Linked DNA regions of Mus musculus: all the other regions are linked to region 1. Evidence: chromatin contacts called from public ChIA-PET, HiChIP or PLAC-seq and promoter capture Hi-C data. All regions are on one chromosome and are shown on one strand. The core of a region is the stretch at or near the end of the contact, and the rest is flanking DNA. Distances in the headings are between cores, read along the strand shown.

Region 1 (5,467 bases), core at 958-3,457:
GAATTGAGACCTTGAGAAAAAAATTTTTTTTCTTGTAGAATTAGTATGGGAAGTAACAACAAATCACTAAATTAATGAAAGATACACTTGCCAATGGTAAACAAAACTGGATGGCAGGGAAGACTGAAAGGAGAGAGACAACTAAGTTGTAGCTGCACCAAGGTGAGGTGATGAGAACCTGAGATAAAGCTGGGGAGTAGGTAATCCTGAGCAAGACTCCACCATCTTTTCCAAACTTGTGCATTTAGTTTTGTCTTAGTTTCTGGTCATCTGAGACAAAACCTAGCTTATGATTCCCCAGTAAGCACCTGAAGTGGTTTAACCTAGACTGCCATTCTCCATGCCTCCAATGTGGTTGTCTATTGTGTCTCTTTCACTTATGTGCATGCAGCTGCAACTATGTATGTGTGTGTGTGTGTGTGTGTGTGTGTGTGTGTGTGTGTACCATTTCATTCCTGTATCAATCAACAAATCTGAAAAAGCTGGTGGAACACTGTACTAGAAGCAACAACTTGGAAAGTTGAACCTAGTTCTAGTAATGAGTCTTAGGAACGCCATTCTGGCTTAAGTGTTCGAATATCGGAAAAAAATCTACATGTTAGGAGACTAATAAACCTCATTTATTTCCCTTTAAGATGGCCCTTAAATCAACTGTGCTAAGATCACCTGAAGTGCCTGTTACAAAGGCAGGTTGTAGGCTTGGTAATTTAGTTTTTATTAATCACTCCACATGCTTCTGATACAAATAGCCCGCACTGCCCTATCATATCCAAAATAAAAATAAAAAACTAAAAAACAAAGTGCTTACGATATCCCGAATCTCAAAAACTCTTGGATTCGTTAAAAAAAAAAAAAAAAAAAAAAGTACTCACTAAAATTTATTCTAGGTCTAAACCTTTGCTCTGTCTTTATGAATTAAAAGTAATTTTTTTTTTTAAAAGTTAACTTTCAGGTGTTAAGCCAGAATGATTCCTGGTGTCATTGGCAAACCAGAGAAGTCTAAATATTGCCGGAAAGGAGAAATTGGTGCTGAGTATCTTTGTTTCAAGGGGAAAATTAAGGGATAGACATAATTTATTATTAAACGATTACAGAATAAAAATCAACTTAGAACCTCCATCTTTGTCTAGAAATGCCAGTATAAGCATGAATATATGTGGGCTCAAACTTTTATGGCCCCTTCCAACTTGCCACAGTATTAACTTCAAGACACCACAAAGAGAAACAGGCTCACATACCAAAAAAAAAAAAAAAAAAAAAAAAAAAAGTATTACTTGTATTCCAGATGGTTTAGAATATTTGTCTCCAAAATGTGGAGTTGGAATTACACAGTAACAACTTACATTACTATAAAGCCGTATAATTTTTGTTTGCTCTTATTACATACTTCTTTCTGCTAGCACGGGTTAATTTTAGATTTATTAAACACTTTGCATAAAGCACTTCATTCTTTGTGAAGGAAGAAACACTTCCACTACTGAAATGAAGAGACACCCCGAAGATTCAGTTAGAAGTTCGGTGTGAGGAAAACTGGTCTCCCAGTCTTTTATTCGTTGTAAGGGTTTCTCGTCCTCCCTTCACCTGTCATCTCCTCCCCTCATCCACCTGCATCAGTTTCCACACGAGTTCCTCAACTGCATCTGATGGTTCACCTCTCTTGCGTAGATCCGTCACAGCCCTTTTTCACCCGCCAGGGCTCCCGACAAGAAAAGAAAGACTGGAGAGCAGAGGTTGGAGAACAAGGGGACACGGAGACTTCCTCAGCCGGGACCTGAGTGTTCCTGCTCCGCCCTGAGCAGAGCAGCACAGCGTCCATGCTCGCCCTTCCCGACTCCCCAACACTAGCCTGAGGTGAGGGCGCTTCCTTTCGGCCTGCACAGTGTTTCTGACGGCGACGAATAAAATACTACTCTACAGCGGACCTGCGACTGACTCGCAGCAACCTAAAGTCCGGGCGTGACCCAGGGGTGGAGGATGAAGCGACTGCGACATTTACCTCACCCTTCTCCGGCCTGGCCGCTTCCGGCCTTTCCGGGTCGCCCATCGCGCAGACTCCACCAGAGCCACCCGAGCTGAGGAACTGAGCGCGGCCGACCAAATCCTAGTAGGATCAGATCGTCCTGTGCGAACCTCCTCCTGCTCCGGGCACGCCTTGCCGCGCCGGTCCTGGGTTCTAGCCGGCCCATTGAGGGGCCTTCTCTGCGGTGGCTCCGCCCAGGCACGCTACTCTCGGCGCCTGAAAGATCCGCCTTTCCTGCCGGCCCCGCCCCACTGCCTAGAGATCCGCCTACCTCAGCCGGCTCCACCCAGCGTCTCAGAGATCCGCCTACCTCAGCCGGCCCCGGCCCGCCCCGCCAGAGATCCGCCTACCTCAGCTGGCCCCGCCCCTCGCCGCCGAACTCTGCTTCCTCGGCTGGCCCGCTTCTCTTCACTGAGCAGGGTCCCCACTCCGGCGACGGCTGCGTAAGTTCAGTCCGCAGTACCAGAGCACTTCAAGCCTGTTCTTTAGCGTCGCATGACCCCGCCCACTCTTGCTCCCCCAGCTTCCGCGCTGTTGCCCAGCCTGTCATCTGCTCTGAATTCTAGAGCGTCTACTGGAATTTGCAGTCTGCCTACTTGTGCCAGACTACCTGGTACACGAGGTGACTGGCACGCCGGGACATTCCCTAGCCCTCGTGGTGCCCCAGCGACACGGTAGGTTGCACCCAGTCAGTCCAAGAGACTGCCAGAGTGGCTGTAGAGCTGCCCACTGGATGGGATGTGGAAAGCAGGGTGGGAGGTCGACACTGTTAAAAACTCCAAGGAGAAAGGAACTCTTGTATTTCAGCAACCAAAAGGAGAAACTGGAGGGGGAAAGTGTGTGCGTGAATGGAGCTTGAGAATGAGTAGGAAAAATAGCTAAATCCTGGGAAATACCTTGAAGTCTTTGTGATTGTTTAACTGAGTAATATTTATTGAACTTTCACAACCTGATAGGTTCTATTCTGCTAAGCCCTTTATGTGAATTAATCTTTGAGATATTTCCCTGTAGTCGATACTGCAATTTTCATGTTCCAGATTAAACTGAACCCGAAGATAAATAGCCAAGATTAAGCAACCAAAATACGGTAGACTCCAATATCCTTGCTACGGATACTTTTCAAAGCAAAGGTTAAAGTTGTAAAGAGATTCAACACTTTTGTATTGCAAGGGCCAAAGACAGTGAATAATGATGGTGGCAATACTCTTGGTTGAATTGCTTCTATGTTTTCAGCATATGGTACATATATGGTAGTACGACAGAAAAATATAATGAGCGGGATGGGACTGTAGCTCATTAGGTGATGATGTACAAGGCCTTGGGTTCAATCCCCAGCACTACCCCTTCTTGTATACAAACACAAATAAGATATACAAATTAAATAATAATATGGTGAAAGAAGAGTTGAGTATGGTATTGAACACCTCTGATCCCAGCATCTTGGATAGGAGCAGGAGGATCGTGAAACCAAGGTCGTCTTGGGCTAGATGGGAAGATCCAGTCTCAAAGCCAAAAACCAAAAACGTGAAAAAGAAGTAAGAGATTTTCAGTAGATTCTGGAAAGAGCCTTGTTATGACTTCAACATCTGGCAACTGCTTGGTGGTTAGCCTCTAAAATAGAAAGCAGGATAGAAATTTTGCTTTAAGCTCTAAAGCTTAATTAACCTGAAGCGAGTTATCTTTCTTGGAGCAATATGATCAAATGCTGAGTAAAAACTTTTTATATATTATAAAGTTTTCTGGGAGGAAAGTCATTCTCACAAAAGATAACTTACCAAAGATTGCATAGCAAATAAACTACAAACAAGGATTCATTCATTCAAAGTCATCAAAACAATACATCTCAAAGCATTTTTTAAGAGTAATTCTGCATGAAGGCACGGAAGAGCATTTAGATGCAGATAAGGCGACCTGCTTAATAGTCCCTGAAATGTGTTATTTTGGAAGGAAATGAATGCTTAGCGTGGCACAGAATTCCAGTCTGCTTCCTCAAGTAAGTAATATGAGGAATCCCAAGTAACCCTCCCTTCTCAGAGCACAGACATGGAGATGCATTCCTTCAGTGCTTTCCTGATGCTCCATTTGTATTGATTTCTTACAACTTTCACAGCTCTGTTCAATTAGGTCTCTTCAGCTTGCTGAAGAGTTCCACGTGGTCTTCTCACAGGGCAGACAGTATCTCCCAACCCTCCACTCAGCTGAGTGTGGATACTGGACAGCACTTTCCCTCTAGTACCTGGAAGAACCTGTTTGGACCTACACTAAAGCAAGGAGACGACTTTAAAAATGTTTTTAAAGTATATGAATATTATATCTCTGTGTGTGTAGGTAACTATGGAGTTCAGAAAAGGGTACTGAATGCCTTGGAGCTGGAGATACAGGGTACTTGGAAACTTGTATCTTCTGCAAAAGCAGCTAATCACCCCAAATTTGAAGCAGTGGGGACCTCTGTCCTTGGTGCTGATGTTACTCACAGTAGTCCAAGAGACCAAGATAAATCAACTTTTTATTTTCCATCACTTCTCAGCCCCTGAGAGACTGAAGTACAAAAGTAACCAAAGACTAAGCTATAAGCAGTGGTCATAAACAAATGCCATTTTGATTTCAGAAGCAGACAAGACAGAAATCACTCCTCTTGCTTAGCTTCACTGAGAGTTGGCTTTCCTAGTATCGTGGCTTCTCTTCTACCCTGACCTTGATTCTTTAGCCCATTCAGAAAGACCTCCAGTGGAGAGGAGGGTTACATATTTGGAAGTGTAGAGATTAGAGCCAATTTGAATAGGCTGTGTGCAGAAGAGTGCAAGCATCACATAAGGCAATGGGAATACAAGAAAGAATGAGTTAATAGTTTTAAACATCATCTTCCTAGGGTGGGAGAGATGGCTCAGCTGTTAAGAGCACCAACTGCTCTTTCTAGGTTCAATTCCCAGCTCCCACTTGGAGGCTAACAACCTTCTGTAACTTAGTTCCAAGGGACCTAACACACTCTTCTGTGCTCCATGGGCACTGCATACATGCAGTACAGACATACATATAACATACGTACATACATACATACATACATACATACATACAGGCAAAACACCAATATAGATAGAATAAGTCTATTAAAAAGTGGGGGGCATCTGTGTAAATGCCTTCACCAGTGAGCAGCTGTGAAGGATATTAAATCAGTAAATGAGTGATATTAACTACAGGTTTAAAAACATACAGGTAGCTAGGGAATCAACAAAGCCTTTGGCAATGGATTCTTAGTAGGCAGAAGAGTTCCGTTCTAAACTGGACAGCTGATTGTGCTTCAGTCTAGAAGTGTGGCTCAGCCTTGTATTTGCTGTTGTAGCTGTGACATTGTCAAAGCCATATTGAATAAAGCACTTAGCTCAAATGAATCAGCAGTCAATAATACAGACTGTCTGCTTTAGTTTCAAGAACTGTATGAAGAACATT
Region 2 (5,319 bases), core at 1,457-3,956, 490 kb after region 1:
CCCACAACCCTCCACAGCTACACAAACCACCAGTCACCCAGCTAATCTCCCTACATTGGCACTTCAGCCTGGCAGCGCCCTCCCCTCGGGGGTGGGGGTGGGGTGGGGTTTCCATGACCTCAGCGCCAGAGAATGTGGGGGATGGGCGGAACAGCTGGGCCCGAAGGGAAGGTCAGAGCAAGGCTTTGGAATTACTGGGCCACTGGAGATGTGGCTTAGTGTCACTAACCTCGCAGGTGGCAAGGCTGGCCCACCATGTCCGAGGGAGCCAGGCACCTGTGATCAGGCCTGGTGTACTAGGACATGTAGCCGGGCCTCTCCTGTGATGATTGTCAACTGGGTCATTTCTTGGCTCACCTAGTCCTCTCTTCTGACTTGTTTGAAGGTGTTTTGCAGGCTCCCTGTTGCAGCTGCGGGGCCAGCCTGCTCTGTCCACGGAGATGCTGCTCTGAGAGGAAGTATGGGGTCTCCCGAGGCCCCAAGTGGCAGCTCTGGGGCCAGCTTCAGAGGCTTGCAGGCCCTAGGGTCTGCCCAACAGCTGCTTCATCTCACTCCTTTGCCTACCCCGTCTCAGATGGATTCAAGAACAGACCTAAGGTGACCTGTTGGAGCAAACAGAAATACAGTGTAGCTGACTAAATTTGAGCATCAGAGAAATAATTTTTTTTAGTATCAGTACACACCTCATGAAATATTTGAGACATATGTTTAAAAGGGGGTTGGTGCTTATCAAGAATTCAAATTTAATAGGATGGCTGGAAATTCAGGCAGGACCTCATTTTATTTTCAAATTCTATAAATGCCCCTCTTCTCTGCTTATTTGTGGGGAGACACTTAGGAATAAGCCTACAATACACATTAATATTCTTCTGTTATTATGAAATTAATCCAGTTTTAAAGCTCTGGAACATTATTGATTTTTGGAAACATTTCTGCAACTTTTTATTAACTTCATATTTCATAGTTTATAATAAAGACTTCCAGCGGATAATTTCTTTTTCCTTCTCTTTCTTATTTCTGTATGTTGTTGTGGACTGTACTGCTGGCGGATAGAAAGGCATTCTAGTCTTACCTGACTGTGAATCAGGCTGAAGGGAATGATGCTAGCTATGTTGCCAGGCAAGGTCTGAGCTTCTGGGCTCATGAAGCCCTCATGCCCTATAACCCAAACAGAACTGGGAATGCTTGCCACCACACCTGGCCCTTTATTGCTGTTTCCTGCCCTCCTCAGTAGGGGATACACACACAGGAGGAAGGAAAGACAGACATGTGCTACTACAAACCCCAACCTCAAGATGCTAACATGCACCCTGCTTCCTTTGGAAAGTCAAGCACTAGGGTGAGTCCAGCACTCCCTGGAATGACAGATGTCCCTGGTATAAACAGAGTCATGACAGCTTGCTCTGTTCTTTGCATAGTAAGGCTCGAAACTCAACTCTACAGACCAGGGTCCCAGGTCTCTGTCTCTGGACATGTCAAGAGCCTGAACCACATTCTCAATGCAGCTCAGCTAGAAAGCCTACTCTCTCAGCCACATGGCCTCTCCTAGGTCTTCAGGGAAGAGGCTTGGGGACAGCCTGGCCCTGTGTGTAGTGGCTCCCTGGCAAGGGACCATCGAGAGACCCTCCCTGCCCTTGCAGGGAGACATCTGTGAATACCCAGCAGGGTCAGAAGTTCAGGAGCCACCCCTTTGATGTAGCCTCTCCTCAGCCACCTACGCAGACAGAGACTCCAGACTGGACTCCCACCCCCACCCCTCTGGTGCCTTCTCTCCTCCTCCTTTCAGGGCTCTCAAGCACTTGGACAGAGTGCCTTGGTTTAGGGGTGCACAGTGGACATTCCAGTCAGGGGCAGCAGGGCAGCAGCTTACAGCTCTCACTCCTGTCAATGAATAGTGGCCAGGAGGGTTCTGGCTCCACCTCTCATTTCCTCTGTCCATGAACTGTTGATTCATATGTGTCTCTCCCACCTGTTAGGTTAAGTTCCTGGTCCTCCTGGTCCTCAGTCTTCTCATCTGTGGAAGGGGCAAGAGAAGGATTAAAAAAGGCAATACAGGAGATTAGAAACTGGGTCAGTGACATAGCTCAGAGAGTACAGGTGATTGCTGCCAAGACCAGCTGCCTGCGTTTGAGCCTTGAAATGGATGATGGAGGAAGAGAAGCAACCCCACACACGTACCACACAAGAATAGCCAATAAGTAATAAAGGCAGAACATTGTCTGGCTTATAGAACATGCTTATTGAATGTGAGGTGCTGCATGGACAGCACAAGGAAGAGACAAGACGAAGCTGCTGTCTCACCCCACTCCGGCTCAGGGACTCTTTGGGAAGAAACCTGCAAGTCCTTGTGCAGTGGATTTCTGATGCCTTGTTTGGATGAGTCGTTGGAATGCTCTTCCTGCTCTGGGGGAAAGCCCACAGTACTTTCCATGCCTCCTCAAGGTAGGAAGGAGTCAGACACAAAATTCCTAGCTAGTGAGACAGCGAGGAGCGGGCATGTGACCTGGTTTCACCAATCAGAGGTGTTCACAGAAGACCTTGTCAGAAACTGAAGTGTCCTGGGGGCGACACTCTGCTCCACACCAGCCTAAGCTTCCCTAGAGAAGGTACTATGTTCACCCCTAAAATGGCATACTGGGATCTAACCCTCAGCACCCCAGAAGGCACCCTTCAGGGAAACAGTCCTGTGAATGATCAGATTAGGATGAGGCCCTAGCAGGTGCTTTGATGCAATGGCCTCCTCCTCCTCCCCCCTCCTCCTTTTTGTGTTTTTGAGACAGGGTTTTTCTGTGTAGCCCTGGCTGTCCTGGAACTCACACTGTAGACCAGGCTGGTCTCAAACTCAGAAACCTGCTAGCCTCTGCCTTCGAAGTGCTGGGATTAGAGGCATGCACCACCACTGACCTTGTCCTTCTAAAAAAGAAAAATTCAGCAGGTACGGTGGTGCACACCTTTTATCCCAGCACTCAGTGGGCAGAGGTAGTCAGATCTCCAAGTTTGAGTCCAGTCTGGTCTACAGAGTGAGTGAGTTCCAGGAGAGCCAAGGCTACACAGAGAAACCTTATCTCATAAAACAAAACAAAAACATGAGGGAGAGAGAGAGAGAGAGAGAGAGAGAGAGAGAGAGAGAGAGAGAGAGAGAGTGGGAGAAAGGGAGAAAGGGAGAAAGAGACAAAGAAAGAGAGAGAAAGGGAAAAGAAAAGAAACATTGTGGCAATAGACACATTGTGAAGTAGAGCCAAGGTCAGGTGATGCTTCCACAAGCCCAGAAGCTCCAAACCCTAAAGCATCCAGAACTGAGAAAGGTACTGAACAGATCTTCCCAAACAGCCCTCAGCAGCAAACGACCCTGCAAGCTACTGCCCACAGGACTGCTGGCTGGCCCAGACTGAGGACTTGTGAGAGGCGCCATAGCTGACCCGTACAGGGAGAAACTTCATCCTGTCTACTGTAAGCCCCAGGGGTTGGCTGTTGAAGGTTTTGTCTATTGGCCCATAGCTGGTGCCCAAGAAAGCTTTATACTGGGGCTGGAGAGATGGCTCTGCAGTTAGAAACAATGGTTGCTCTTCCAGAGGCCTCAGGTTCAATTCCCAGCACCCACTCGGCAGTTTACAACCATCTGTAACTCCAGTTCCAGTGGATCTGACGCCTTCTTCTGACTTCTGCAGGCACCGGGCACACACATAATGTGGTCATATATGCAGACAAAACACCCATACACATAAAAATAAATAAGATTTTAAAAAGAAAGGTCTGTTCAATAACTAGATGTCTTTGCAGTTCATACAGCCAGATGTGCTGGAGAGACTGAGGCTCCATGCTCAAAGAACCTGTCTCAGTTGAGGTCCAGGGAGGGACTATGTTAGCTACTCCTGAGGTACATTATCAGGGCCTCAGAAACTGTGTAACAAGACTCAAGGATCAGAGCTGTGTGGCAGGTGGCTCTGGTGCTTGGCTGCCTGTTCTTGTGGCTTTGAGACCGAACTATGAACTGAGGAGTCACAAGATACCTTGTTCCAACTCTTTCTCCTGAAAGCACAAACCACACAAGGTCCACAGAAGGTTTTGTAACCTCCTGACTGGTCTGTTCCCTTGGTCACCAGAGGAGCATTACTGAGAGCGCAGACTCTTACTCTGTGTTCACAGCCTACTTCTCTGGGTCCTAGTTTAATTTCTCTATGACAATGGTATAAAGCAGGAGAGAAGGCTGATTTAGGGGTAGTTTGATTAGAGATCTTCTCTCATTTGGACTCTGAGTATGCATGGGTGCCCATATGAGTGAAAGACAGAGACAGACAGACAGACAAAGGGAGACGAGACGGGAGTAGACAATTGAAAGTGTAGTCCAGAGGCACCAGAACTACCCACATCTGCAAGAGAAACCGGCTGTCTGGCCTCTCCCCATTTTTCTGTGCCGATCAGGTCTCAGCAAGGACAGACAAACACCATCCAGATGGGTCACTGGGAGCCCACAAGCCCCACCCACCAGGAGTCAAAGCATGAGCCACACCCAGTCCTGACTGGGAATGGCATGTTTTATGTTAAGAAACATGAGCCTCCAGGATGCCACATGGGTCTGGGAGTGACCTCTCTCTCAGAGAGCCCTTTGTGCCTGGGACAGGGGTGGCCTGTTTATTTTGGCAGGTGTCCAGGCATTGCTTACCTTAAGCTCCCACACCCCGGGGCTCCCCACCTTTCCTCTCTTCTTGTATCTCCCTTCCTCCCAGGGCACAGCCAGGCTACCAGGGCAGGAGCTCAGGAGGCCTGGCTCTGATTTCCGTGACTCAGAGAGCCCAAGGCTGGAGGCTGAGGTGACTCAAGGACAGCTGTCATAAAGAGAACAGGGTTCAGGGGGCAGCCACAGGCGAGGGGGCATGGAGCAGAGGTAAGGACATAGGTGAGCCAGGTCAGGGCTGGGAGGGAGCTGCTTTGTGACAGGCGACACCTTCTGGTTCGCTCTGCCTGGGAAGAGGGTGGGATACAGCAGGATCTGTCTTGTTGCTGGGAGACACCATCACTGAAGGTCCACAATTATAATTGCAACTGTTCTTGTTTCTTTTAAAAATTAAAAAAAAAAAAAAAAAAACACCAGAAGATTCTCGTGCTTGGCAGTCTTCCTCCCCGCGGTTGGCTCCTCTTGTGAACCCACGGCATCGTCTGCTGAGAGATAATCACAGGCTGTGGAGAAGATGCAGGCCTTCCCTTAGTGCCTCTCCTCCTGGATGAGTTCTAACCCCTTGGCTCCTTCTCCTGCCCTCAACTTTCCAAAGCAGGAAAGATGGACTTGCTTGACCTCCAGCCCTCTGCTCCTTAGAGCCC
Region 3 (5,505 bases), core at 1,121-3,620, 500 kb before region 1:
AACTCATGGCCTCTTTTTCTTTTTCTTTTTTTAAAGACACATTTTCATGAAAAGTAGTTTCCTTTGCAACACAGCATACTTTGTTTTATGCACTTCAGATATCATTCTGGAAAAGAGTCCACAGGTAGCACCAGACGGCCAGACGTGCTCGTGGCACTGAAAGGGTTAAGGCTTCCTGAAACTAGACCCAGAGCCTTTAATAATTCAGCAGCCAGGTTTCTAGAGTCAATCATTCCATGCTGGCATCTTCTGAGGCTGAAGCACTCTTGACCTTGATAGCAGGCAGCACAGACTCGCTGCTGCAGGGGGATGCTCCTCAGCCCCCTTTCCTTATTTAAAAAAAAAAAACAAAACAAAAACAAAAAACCAAACCCTTGGCTCGAGGCTTTGAAAGTTCTTATTTTCATCAGGGAGGCTCTTTTCCCAACTTTTTATCACCGACATTTTGCCACTAACACCGACTCTCTCTCTCTCACAGTTTTGATTGTTGGAATCCAGTCTCATGCATGAGGGCATGAGGATGTCGTACATAATCATCTTGTGAATTTAAAACCAGGGAGAGAACCAAGAAAAAGAGTGAAGATAACAGTCGACACAAGAAAAGTTAAAGCACCAAGTGTATACCACGAGAGATGCCTTTAAATGACAGTGCTAGCTGGTCCCCCCATTCTCAATTGAAATGTCACACACCAGTTGACTCATGAAAGTGGTAGCGTCTGGGTTACAAGAACATGAGGTCAGTTAAATGACTGGAAGACGTCTTAGTAAATACATGTATGTACAAGCACATCAGACAGTGGACAGTCCTAACGGAAGCTCTGATCAAAAGGTCCATTCACTGAAAGCTGCTTGGAAAATAATTGATTCAAGCAGTTATTCATTTACTGCTGCGGCTACAGGCTCTCAGAATTCTCACCCAACGAGAGCAAAATGTAGAACCCACAATTCTGAGCCTAGTAACAGAAGCAAAAAACAATGTATTCTTTCACCAAACTAAAATATAACTATATCGTCAACCTACTGTCCAAACAATGTATTATTTCTCCAAACTAAAATATAACTATATCATCAACCTACTGACTGCATATATCGAGTGGAGCCAGTCTATCTATGCTCCTTCAAATGCTGGTTCTATTTCAGATGGCTGTCTAAAATACGCCTCGTTTCTGTTAAATCTGTAAGATCTAGAAACCTGTTTATCCATCTAGGCTTCTGTTTGCTTCAGAACCTGAGGTTTCCTTGAAACTTGGAGCTGCAGAAGGAGCTAGCAGAACCACAGCAATGCACACACAACAGCCGGAGCAATCCTTGCTCATCAGTTACCAAATCACTCACACAAGACCTGGAGCAAATTTTTATCGAGCATCCTCAATCTACATTTCAGTTAGGGAAGACCTCACATCAATGCATATTTAGTTCCAGGCTAGTTTCTTCTCAAGATAATTACTTTTAAGAATAAAGATCAGAACCAGCTTACAGGACTCCTTAGAAAAGGCCAGTCAGTCCCTCCTCTTCACCAGGGTTTTCAGAGAGAGCGAGCCACAAAATAGCACTTCACAGTAACACCCACAAAACAACCACACGCACACACATAAAGGTTCCACCCCGACTTCCTTGGCATATTGCAGATTCTTTTCTCTAAACAGGAAGCTGTTGACAGTTCCCCTCTTATTTACAGAGTACCAAAAGCCCCCTTTACAATAATAACCACAACTTTCAAAGTCTAGAGTCTTTTCTCACGGTTCCCATTGTTGCTAATTATACATGCTGCAAATGAGGTAGAAACCAAATTCCAGACTGCTGTGGGCTGACGCAGAATCAGCAGCAGCAACAAGGAAAAGTTAGCTGCTCCCTCCAAGGCGGTGCTGGAGTTACCAGACCCCAAACAACACTGAAGGAGGGATTCCTAGAATTCAAGGGAGCAAATTTGGCTCACGCTGCAAAATGAGAATTTCTAAATAATGTATGTTAGCAAGCATTGCGCAAGAAAGATTACATTTTAACCTACTTCATGGAACACTAATCCAAATTTAACCAAGTTCCAGAGACTGCCTGAAATTCGTGACTGGAAGCTGCTTCACATTCTTTGGCTCCGTTCGTCAGTAACTGCTCTTGAAGGCAAAGTTGTAGGAGGTTAAGAGGGGAGGGAAAACCATCAGGGGCTGTGAAACCACGTAACTCCTGTGTATAAAGCAAACCGATTACCTCACGCTGAAGAAGTGGGGGTTTAGTAGTCCATGCTCCTGCAGCCCCTGGGAAGCAACAACCACAGCTGTAGGGACAGCAACAGCGGCGGCGGCGGCAGCAGCAGCAGCAAGGTCCAGCATCCACCAGATTCTCACAAGCCTTTGACTGTGCGGACTCAGCCACAGACTCTGCCTCTGGCTGACGTCAAAGTCCCTGTCACATGGCCAGATAAAAGCCAAGAGAGCATTGGTTGTCGTAGCAACCACAGACTGGCTCTGAAATTATTTCAATAGGTCATCTGTCACTGATGTGTGTGCTCGTGTGTGTGCATATCTGTGTGTGCATGTATGTATACACATGGATTGCAAAACCATTGTGAACAGTGCCCGGCAGATAATTTCAACCCTCAAAGTTGTGACTCACGAGTGCCTGCAACTTTCATCATTAAAGCCTGCTTGTCCTTTCTCTGGTTGCCAGAAAATGCATGCTGTGACCCTTAGTCTTACTATCACAGCACAGAGCCCCTCCCCCTCCAGTCAAAAAAAGAAGCTGAAAACATTCATGAGGTGGTTTTCTTAGTGAATTAAATTCCCCTCTAAATAAACTGAGAGAAAACAGCTTTCAAGAGATTGTTGGTGGAAAAACTGTATATTCTTGAAACTGAATCCTCATCGGTGTCCCGAGAGCATGCCGATGAAAGATGGTGTGGCTGAAGGAGCCTGACAGGAAGGAAGCATGCTGCAAAAAGCAGGGTAGATAAAGCCAAGTCGCATGCCACCTAAGATTCCTTGCAAAAATGATGACCAGAACACTTCCACAAGGGCACAACTTTAGAAGGACCTGGAGATGATGAGAAAAGGGGCCAGACCCCTCCGCAGGTCCCACACTCTACCCTCCCACGATTCTCTGGTCCATAACGGACTGAGGGAGTTTCATGTTGAGTGACTGGTTCGGCATCCCACAGATGGAATCTCCCTACCACAGAGGAGTCAACAGTGCAGCCCACCTGTTCCCAAATTACAGCTTCATTGCCTTCAGGGACACGTTAGCTGATCTTTAGCTCTGTGTGAGTGCTTATGACCCAGTTCGTTCTCATTCTTAATTAACAGGAAGCCAATTAAACAAAATTGAGTAAAACCCATAGGAAGGCATTATGAAAAACCCATTTAGAAAATGTGGACTCATTCAAAAAACAAAGGAGCTGAAAGGTGGGGAGAAGAAAGAGGTGGTGTGCCTGGGTCATTAGGACTATACACAGACACAGTCACACACACACGCACACGCACACACACACACACTGCGCCTGCACGTGCAAGCATACAAACATGTGCACACACACATAAATGCATGCACACACTCATATTCATATGTGTAACACACTCACACATGTGTGCATACACACACTATGAGATATGAGTGACTCTGTGGCCAACTGGTTTTGTTCTGTGACTCTGTCTTCAGTAGAATAGAAGCTGATCTTTCACAGGACTAATGGCCTATCTGCTTGGCCACAGAAGCATCCCGTTCCCCCATTCCATCTTCCATGCTAGCTCCAATGAAGAGAGAGAATGGGTTTTTATTGGAAGTTATTTTTCTGATGCTATTGGTTGTACCGTGGCAAATGTAAAGGCAAAGTGTAAAGTTAGATTCTTTACTTTCAGACTGAAGACAGTCAGGAATGGACCTACTTGTTAGAATGACAGCAGCTGAACCCAGTGTCTGTGCAAATTGGTTTGAATGCCTTATAAGGGGCAGACTTAAGCAACAGGTCTATTTTCTAGACTTGTGTTCTACATATAATTCTGGTTCTCTGTTTAGGAGTGTGGGTCCTTGCTCTGGGCTGGGAGGGAGGAAGGTGTAGGAAGGGAAGTGTAGGTGTCCAGGGATCAAGTTCTCCCTGCTGGCTGCCTGACTTGACTTAGCCCAGGCTCTGAAGCTATGCTGCCTTGTCAATCGTTTCTCCATTTTATTCAGTTTAATATCAAGAAAATAAAACTGCAATGTCACCCTCTACCAGTAGGTGGTGTCCTCTGAAGCAAGACATTCTCAGAACCTCTACATTTCAATACTTTAAACAAATTTGTTTATTCTGAGTCTCCTATCATGTTTATAAGTATGCTTCACTGTACATAGACTTAGGTTTAAATTGCTGGCAGGTTAGGTAACCACTGGACCGTTATTCACCACTAGAAGATGTGTGTACGTAGACCTATTTCCTGTAGCATGCACCCAACCCTCAGCCACCCATTCTCCTCTGTAAACCACATAGGATTGAGTTTTTTGCTTACATATAAGGAAGGGAGCAGTCTTCTGTAGGGTTAAAACCATAGCATGATCTCCTTGGAGCTCAGACATTTGGCTAATTAGTTTAAGGTAACAGGCAGCACACAAGCGCCTTCGCCCACGACACTGCCTTACACTGAATATGTGTCATCTCTTTTTTCTGAATGCCAGGTCATTTTTGAGGTTAAAATGACTCACCTGTTTTTAAAATATGCACTCAAACACAGGTCTCCCTGATAATTTTACTTGCCACAAACGAAGGCAGGTCCAACTATTATTATTCTGACTGTTTTGCCAGCAACACGGGGTAAATGCCACTGAATGAGCTTCGCGTGCATCAACTAGCACATGCTTTGAGCTGTGAGGAGATAATTCTAGTCAGCCCGAAACCCCCCAATACTGCTAGGCAGTGATGTCAGGGCCTCTACTGTCTTAGCATCAGTGGGAGGCTCTGTATCTATTCTTGCAGCTCTCTGCCTCAAATCTTATCTCTTATGATTGGACCTTGGTCAAGTTATAAAAGTGCCCCTAGCAGCAGTGCCCACATGACAAGGTTGTTGAATTACAAGGGAAATAGATGATACAATTTGGACACCTGCCACAGGGCAGGGGCTCAATGTGTCTGCCAGCTCTTGTTTATCTGCCCAGCTCGGATGCTCGTCTGAAGACCTTCAGGGCAGGAGTCTTATTTTTATGATGCCAGTGGTTAGAACAGAGCCCAGGCACAGCAAGGGCTCACGGATGACTCATGGATTAGGGAAAGAATGCGGAGCAACAGGAACACAAGATGCTTTTCTTTTTCAAATAACATGGAAGAGAGGCTTTCTGTGAGCCCTCTACAACCAATGAGGCAGAAGGGAAAAACAGAAGACAAAAGTGTTGAGTTCTCACGAAATCTTCTAACAATGGATGGTTCCAAGTAAATCAATCTAACCCTAGCTAAGTCACGAGTAAGTTATATGCTGACATTCCTTACTGGGTCTGCCACTGGTATCAAACCCAGGTCCTTGTGATCGATGCAGAGTACTCTATCAA
Region 4 (5,488 bases), core at 1,004-3,503, 310 kb after region 1:
TCTCATTTGAGTTCCCCTCTTCCCAAATTCCCTGTTTCAAGTTGACATTAAAACTAGCCAGCACGCTTTCTTAACAAAAGAAAAACAGATAGATGGCTTGGTGGATAAAGCACTTCCCATGCACATGTGAGGACCACAGTTTGGATCCTTTGCATCAGAGTGAACACTGGTTTGGTGTGGTAGCCTGACTGTATTCTCAGACTTGAGAGATCGAGACAGGATCCTAGGAGCAAGATGGCTAGTTAGACTAGCCAAATTGGCAAGCTATGAACTCAAGCAAGAGGCCTTGCTTCAATATATAAGATGAAGAGGAACTCAGGGAGACACCCAATGTCAGACCCTGAGCTCCATGTGCACATGCACATGTGTGCATGTCCACCTGGACACACATGTGAACACACACACATACATACCACACACATACATACAAGACATTTTTAAAAGAAAGTTTTCTATTGGTGTAGATAACCAAAAATCCAGATTTTCAAAGGCTTGGGGCTCCAGTGTTCTCATGAAAAGATGGTGTTTGCCCCTTGGCTATGCCTTCTCTACTCACATAGCTCCTTCTCCTCAGAGGCATGCTGTCTACCATCCGGCAAAGCCTCATAGCTAGTCTCTGGAATACCAAGGGATAAAAAGGTTTTCCTGCTACATACTAAACTATCTCGTTGGGGCATCTCAACGGGGCCTACTACTGTCCATCTGTGTCTGGAGGCCCAGGCCAGGTTCCATGTTCCCTCCTGGAGCAGACAGGAAGAAATGCTGCAGATTTGCCTCTCACACAGCACAGATGCCTGGTCCACTGTCTGTGAATGTTGTACCACTGTGGACAACAGGAGACTGGTGTGAATAGTTCACTCTCCTTACTCCTGGGAGGTGGGGACCTGAAAGGGAAGGAAGGGCCCCTCCTGCAGGGAGGTTAGCCACATCATAGATCCGTAGCAGTGACTGGGGCCCTTGAAGGTACCAATTGCCCCCTGTTGGGTACGGAACCCTTAACCACTGACGAGGAGAAATGGTGGGCACTAGCCACACTGTCTGCTTCTGTGTTTCATACATACCTCACACATTGGAAGTTGTGAATGAGATGCCAAGTGGCTCACTCATGAAGAATGGTGTTAAATGTGTCTCATTGACACTTGTGGTGAAGCCCTCAATTTACATTGAACAACCATGTGATATTGGTCTACCAAACGTTAACTAACCTTACCAAGGGAAGAGCTAGTGGGCAGAGAGCACACTCCCAAACTTGTAAGCATCCTGCTGGTATGTTTCCAAGAGAAAGACATGGCAGAAATTGTTTGGCCTGGGCTGGGGAAATTTAGCTCAGTGGTGAGATGTCTGTCCAGTAAGCAGGAAGCTTTAGGTTCATCTCTCAGATCTGGGAAGAGAATGCTTTTGACCTCAGGAATGAATGATTTGGGCTAGGGACATGGCTCAGTGGGCACAGTTACTGTCCGAGCTCGGAACTGAACACAGTACCGCAGGCATTCTGAGCATGTGGTCTGTCACTGAGCTGCCCCAGCTCTCTGCAGTTCTACAATCTGTGAGATGCTCACACCCAGATCCCAAACTCTGGCTTTTGTACACAACTGATTTCTCACCATCTGTGACACGCACTGCTGTGCTGTGTGAAGCCAGTCCTAGTACAGGCCAAGAGACAGCTGTGAGGTCCTTGGGGACTTGATGTGAGTTATCTGAGAAGGTGTGGTGGGGTACGGGGGTGTGGTGTTTGTCTTGCCCTAGAGCTGTGGTTCTTAGCCTTCCTCGAGCTGAGACACTTTAATACAGTTCTTCATGGTGCCATGACCTTCAACCATAAAGTGATTTTCATTGCTACTTTATAACTGTAATTTGCTACTGTTATATGAATCATAATGTAAATATCTGTGTTTTCTGATAGTCTTAGGTGACCCCATGAAGAGACCATTCACCTCTCAAAGGCGTCACAACCCACAGGTTGAGAACCACACTGCCCTAGTGAAAGTTCTTATCAAAAGGAAGAGAAGAGCAGTCTAATGGATACCCTAGGACTGGCACAGTGCTGAAGGGCCTTCTGGGACTGTTGGAGGACAAGATTCACAACTGAAGTTCTCTGCCCCAGGCTGTTTCCCCAGACACACAAGTCAACAGCTGAACACACCCTTCAGCTATCTGCTCATTTGGAGACTGGAAAGTTAAACATTGCTCATACTGCGTTTGAGAGACTTCCTACCACTGAGACTCCTTGACCATTTGGGATGCTCAAAAGCTTCCAAGAAAGCATCATGTGACAGGCTGGGTGTTAGAGAGCTGGGACACTGCACCTGGATACTGCCACGCTCTAGTCTTTTTACTACTTGACACTCATTAAACAAATACAGATAGGTGGAGTGGTGGCTCGATTCCCAACAGCAAAACAAAACCCCAAAGCAAAGGATGTGAAGACAAACCTGGTATAAGGAAGTTTCTCTGGGGGAGGGAAGGGCATGAGGACCTGAAGAAGGGGCAGAGGCAGACAGACAGGAGCAGAGGCAGACAGACAGGAGCAGAGCCAGGAGGGCAGAGAAGAGGGGACAGAGGAGGACACACACACACACACACACACACACACACACACGGAGAGAGAGAGAGAGAGAGAGAGAGAGAGAGAGAGAGAGAGAGAGAGAGAGAGAGAGAGAGAGAGAGAGAACAACTAGGAACAGATGGGAACAAAGAGACAGAGAAAGAAAAAGAGAGAGTCAGAAAGACAGAGGGACAAAGAGCAGGGGTAGCAAGCAGTGCTTTTTATAAACCACTTGGTGCATCACCTGTACCTGGAGGTATGGTGGCAGGTGATGATGTAAGCAGTTGCTAGGTCCCTGGGGGAATTCTAGTGCCATGGCCTATAAGCTGACAACTTATATGAACAATGTCTTAGAAAAAACATGAAGGACCAAAGTGTGTGTGTGTGTTTGTGTATGCTTATGTAGAGATTATATTATGTATAGATGACATAAGTAAATTCTTATTGAATGACAAAAACACTAAGAGATTCTGGGTACTTACACTATGAGATGACATTAGAGCTTAAGCCCAGCAAGACTTGAGTATTTATTGCCACCCAAACTAAGCATACAGGCAGTGTCTGTATCATGGAAGCTGCCGAGTTGCACCTTTGGCCGACCTTACATGGTAAAGCTCTTAAAATAACAGTGCCTCTGATCCGAGCCTGGTGGTATGTTGTGGGTTGGTCTTATGCTCTGTGTATCCAGATGCTGATTCCGGGGCAGGACATCTAGTTACAGTCTAGACACAGGCGCTGTAATGGATATTGAAGACTCCCCTGTATCAGTGTGATGTAAAGAAAGTTCCCCAATTATCACTGATTGATTAATAAGAAGGCTGAACAGCCAGTGACGGGGCAGAGGAGATAGAAAGGCTGAACTTCTGATCCCGGTGAGGGAGAGGAGCCAGGAGAAGGATTTGGCCATGAGGCAGGTGGAGGTCAAAAAGCAGGACCATGAGATGGAAAAAAAGGGAAGAAGATTGGCCGTGAGGTCAGGCATGAGAAGGAGCCATCAAGGGAGTTCTCCATGAGCACAGACAGCTACAGCGGAGTGAGCCAAGGAGAGACTAAACACAAGTTACTCAGAGCGAGAGGCTGGCAAGTAGCTAGAGAGCGTAGAGGGTTAGGAATATCTGCTCAGTTATTGTTCTTAAAACGTGTTGAATAAATCAGTAGGTTTCCGACTCGATTATTTGGGAGCTAGCCCGGTTAGAAAAAACTGTCACTTTTAAATTTCATCGTATAATGGTGCATGGTCATAATCCTAGCACTCAGGAGGCTGAGACAGGCAGATGGGGTGTTCAAGGCCTGCTTGAGTTGCATAGCAAGACGCTGTCACAAAACAATTAGACAAAACAGAACAGAATGCCTCTGCCTTGGCTACTCACTGAAGTTCCTTTCTGACACAGATGACACTTCGGAGCTTAAGCATGGCCACTTCCCCAGGACGTGCACCACTATCTGCCTCTCTGCTGATTGGAAGCCTCTGTCTGTGAATTTTGGCCTGGAATGTGAACCACATCAAACTGCTATTCTGACTGTGGAACGGGAGTCACGGGAGCCATTCAGCTGCAGTGACATGATAGTGTGCATAAGAACATAGATGCTCTCTCTAAATAAGACGGAGCACCAATTCCAGTGGCAAGGACACCAGCTGTCACCTGGAAGCTGCAGTGGTGGTGGCCCTCAACCCCATTTGCACACTGAAAACCCCTGGGGAACTTGGGAGAAACAATTACCAGGGCTTCCACTCACCGGGAGAGATGCCCTTTCACCTGTGGGTGCAGCACGGTGACAGAATCTGCTGAAAACCCATGGTTTCCCAATGCTCAGCTTCCTGACCCTGTGACACAAAGAAAAGTAACTCAAGGAATGGGAGACTTGCGCTTCATTTTAGAACATTCCACTCTGGCCACTCAGGATCACCTCTTCCAGTCTGTGGCAGGGCAGAACACTGTGGCAGGGACCACAGTTGGAGAAACCTGCTCACCTTGTTGTGACATGAAAGAAGGGGACACCCCCTCCAAACACACACACTCCTCACACTCTAATGTATGCACATATGCGCGCGCGCGCGCACACACACACACACATACACACATACACACACACACACGTACACACACACACACATACATACACACACGTACACACACATCCTAATGCATGCACACAAACATCCACATCCAATATATGCACACTCACCCACCCACCACTGGCTTCTTTACAATAGGCCCCACTCCCTGAAGGTTCTACTGCCTCCCAGTAGCTCTGTCATCTGGGGGCCGAACCTTAAATACAAAACCTTAAGGGACTTTTAAGATTCAAACCATAACAGGTAGCCTCTCTTAAGGGTGCTGCTGGATCATTCCATGACCCACAAGCACCCCGACTCGCTGACGTGTGAATTATAAACAACAGCAGCAAAACCAGCTGCCCACAGGACAGAGATTTAAGCATGTAGTCTTTGGGGGGAAGTGAAATCTTGAGTGGCCATTTTACTTCGGACGTAGCTCAAGAAGGAAAGAATAGTGAATAGTGCTGTGTCCTCTCCAGGAGTCTGACGACTGTCCGACCATGATCTCTGTCTTGCCTCACTTCTGGGGAAGATATCCTCTCGCAGTAGAGGGCTTTGCTCCAAGATCTCAGAGCTTAGTGGTTGGGACACCATTCCTGCATCATTTGGCTCTCTGATCACTGACAGACACTTTCAGGGTGCTCATGTGTCTGACTGGTAGCTGTGACATAGATGCCTATGACTGGCAGCCTATGGGACAGTTGTTGCAGGATAGCTGATCACAGTGTGAACTCCAAGATTGTATAGTTTACCGGAAAAACCTGTTTCTGGCTGTGGTGTGGCTCAGCCTTAGAATACACCTTTAATTCAAGAGCTTTCTGTTTATTGTAAACAAGATTAAACAAAGTCAGTCATAAGCCAAGAGGCAGAGCAAGCAACCTGTT

What was found. Promoter capture Hi-C pulls out the DNA fragments that hold promoters and counts their contacts. ChIA-PET counts read pairs in DNA pulled down with a chosen protein or histone mark. HiChIP or PLAC-seq counts read pairs in DNA pulled down with a chosen protein or histone mark.
Region 2: a contact with region 1 is called in a promoter capture Hi-C map of liver, with 4 times the contacts expected there. The contact joins the promoter of G930009F23Rik here to the promoter of Rrm2b in region 1. A contact is called at or near these places in 4 of 39 promoter capture datasets (embryonic stem cells, liver and pre-B cells) and 1 of 115 datasets of contacts at active chromatin or transcription factors (bone marrow-derived macrophages).
Region 3: an RNA polymerase II ChIA-PET map of effector CD8 T cells shows a contact between it and region 1, with 14 read pairs. The contact joins the promoter of Ncald here to the promoter of Rrm2b in region 1. A contact is called at or near these places in 4 of 115 datasets of contacts at active chromatin or transcription factors (effector CD8 T cells, forebrain, neural progenitor cells and 1 more) and 3 of 9 other capture datasets (adipose tissue, liver and pancreatic islet).
Region 4: a FOXA1 HiChIP or PLAC-seq map of pancreatic cancer cells shows a contact between it and region 1. The contact joins the enhancer-like site here to the promoter of Rrm2b in region 1. A contact is called at or near these places in 11 of 39 promoter capture datasets (the 3T3-L1 cell line, 3T3-L1-derived adipocytes, the C10 cell line and 5 more), 1 of 484 Hi-C or Micro-C datasets (bone marrow-derived macrophages), 6 of 115 datasets of contacts at active chromatin or transcription factors (astrocytes, embryonic forebrain, embryonic stem cells and 1 more) and 2 of 9 other capture datasets (adipose tissue and liver).

Annotation. Positions count from the first base shown.
Region 1 is chr15:37,958,848-37,964,314 of GRCm38.p6, forward strand. Rrm2b (ribonucleotide reductase M2 B (TP53 inducible)) reads right to left here and starts at 2,208. Exons shown (of 9, transcript NM_199476.1): 1 at 1,997-2,208. The coding sequence starts at 2,044. Gm49085 (a long non-coding RNA gene) reads left to right here and starts at 2,311. Exons shown (of 2, transcript XR_003951596.1): 1 at 2,311-2,694.
Region 2 is chr15:38,452,802-38,458,120 of GRCm38.p6, forward strand. It overlaps G930009F23Rik (a long non-coding RNA gene), which reads right to left and starts at 2,707. Exons shown (of 6, transcript XR_875184.1): 1 at 2,302-2,707; 2 at 1,970-2,014; 3 at 358-602.
Region 3 is chr15:37,457,012-37,462,516 of GRCm38.p6, forward strand. Ncald (neurocalcin delta) reads right to left here and starts at 2,371. Exons shown (of 4, transcript NM_001170868.1): 1 at 2,206-2,371.
Region 4 is chr15:38,269,743-38,275,230 of GRCm38.p6, forward strand. No RefSeq gene overlaps it. Among named protein-coding and RNA genes, the nearest start is that of Gm35248, 26 kb to the right of the region's middle. Within about 2 kb of position 2,254, at least 16 of the 459 cell types and tissues checked have an H3K27ac peak or open chromatin away from gene starts, as enhancers often do. A contact at or near this core is called in pancreatic cancer cells, where this site is marked.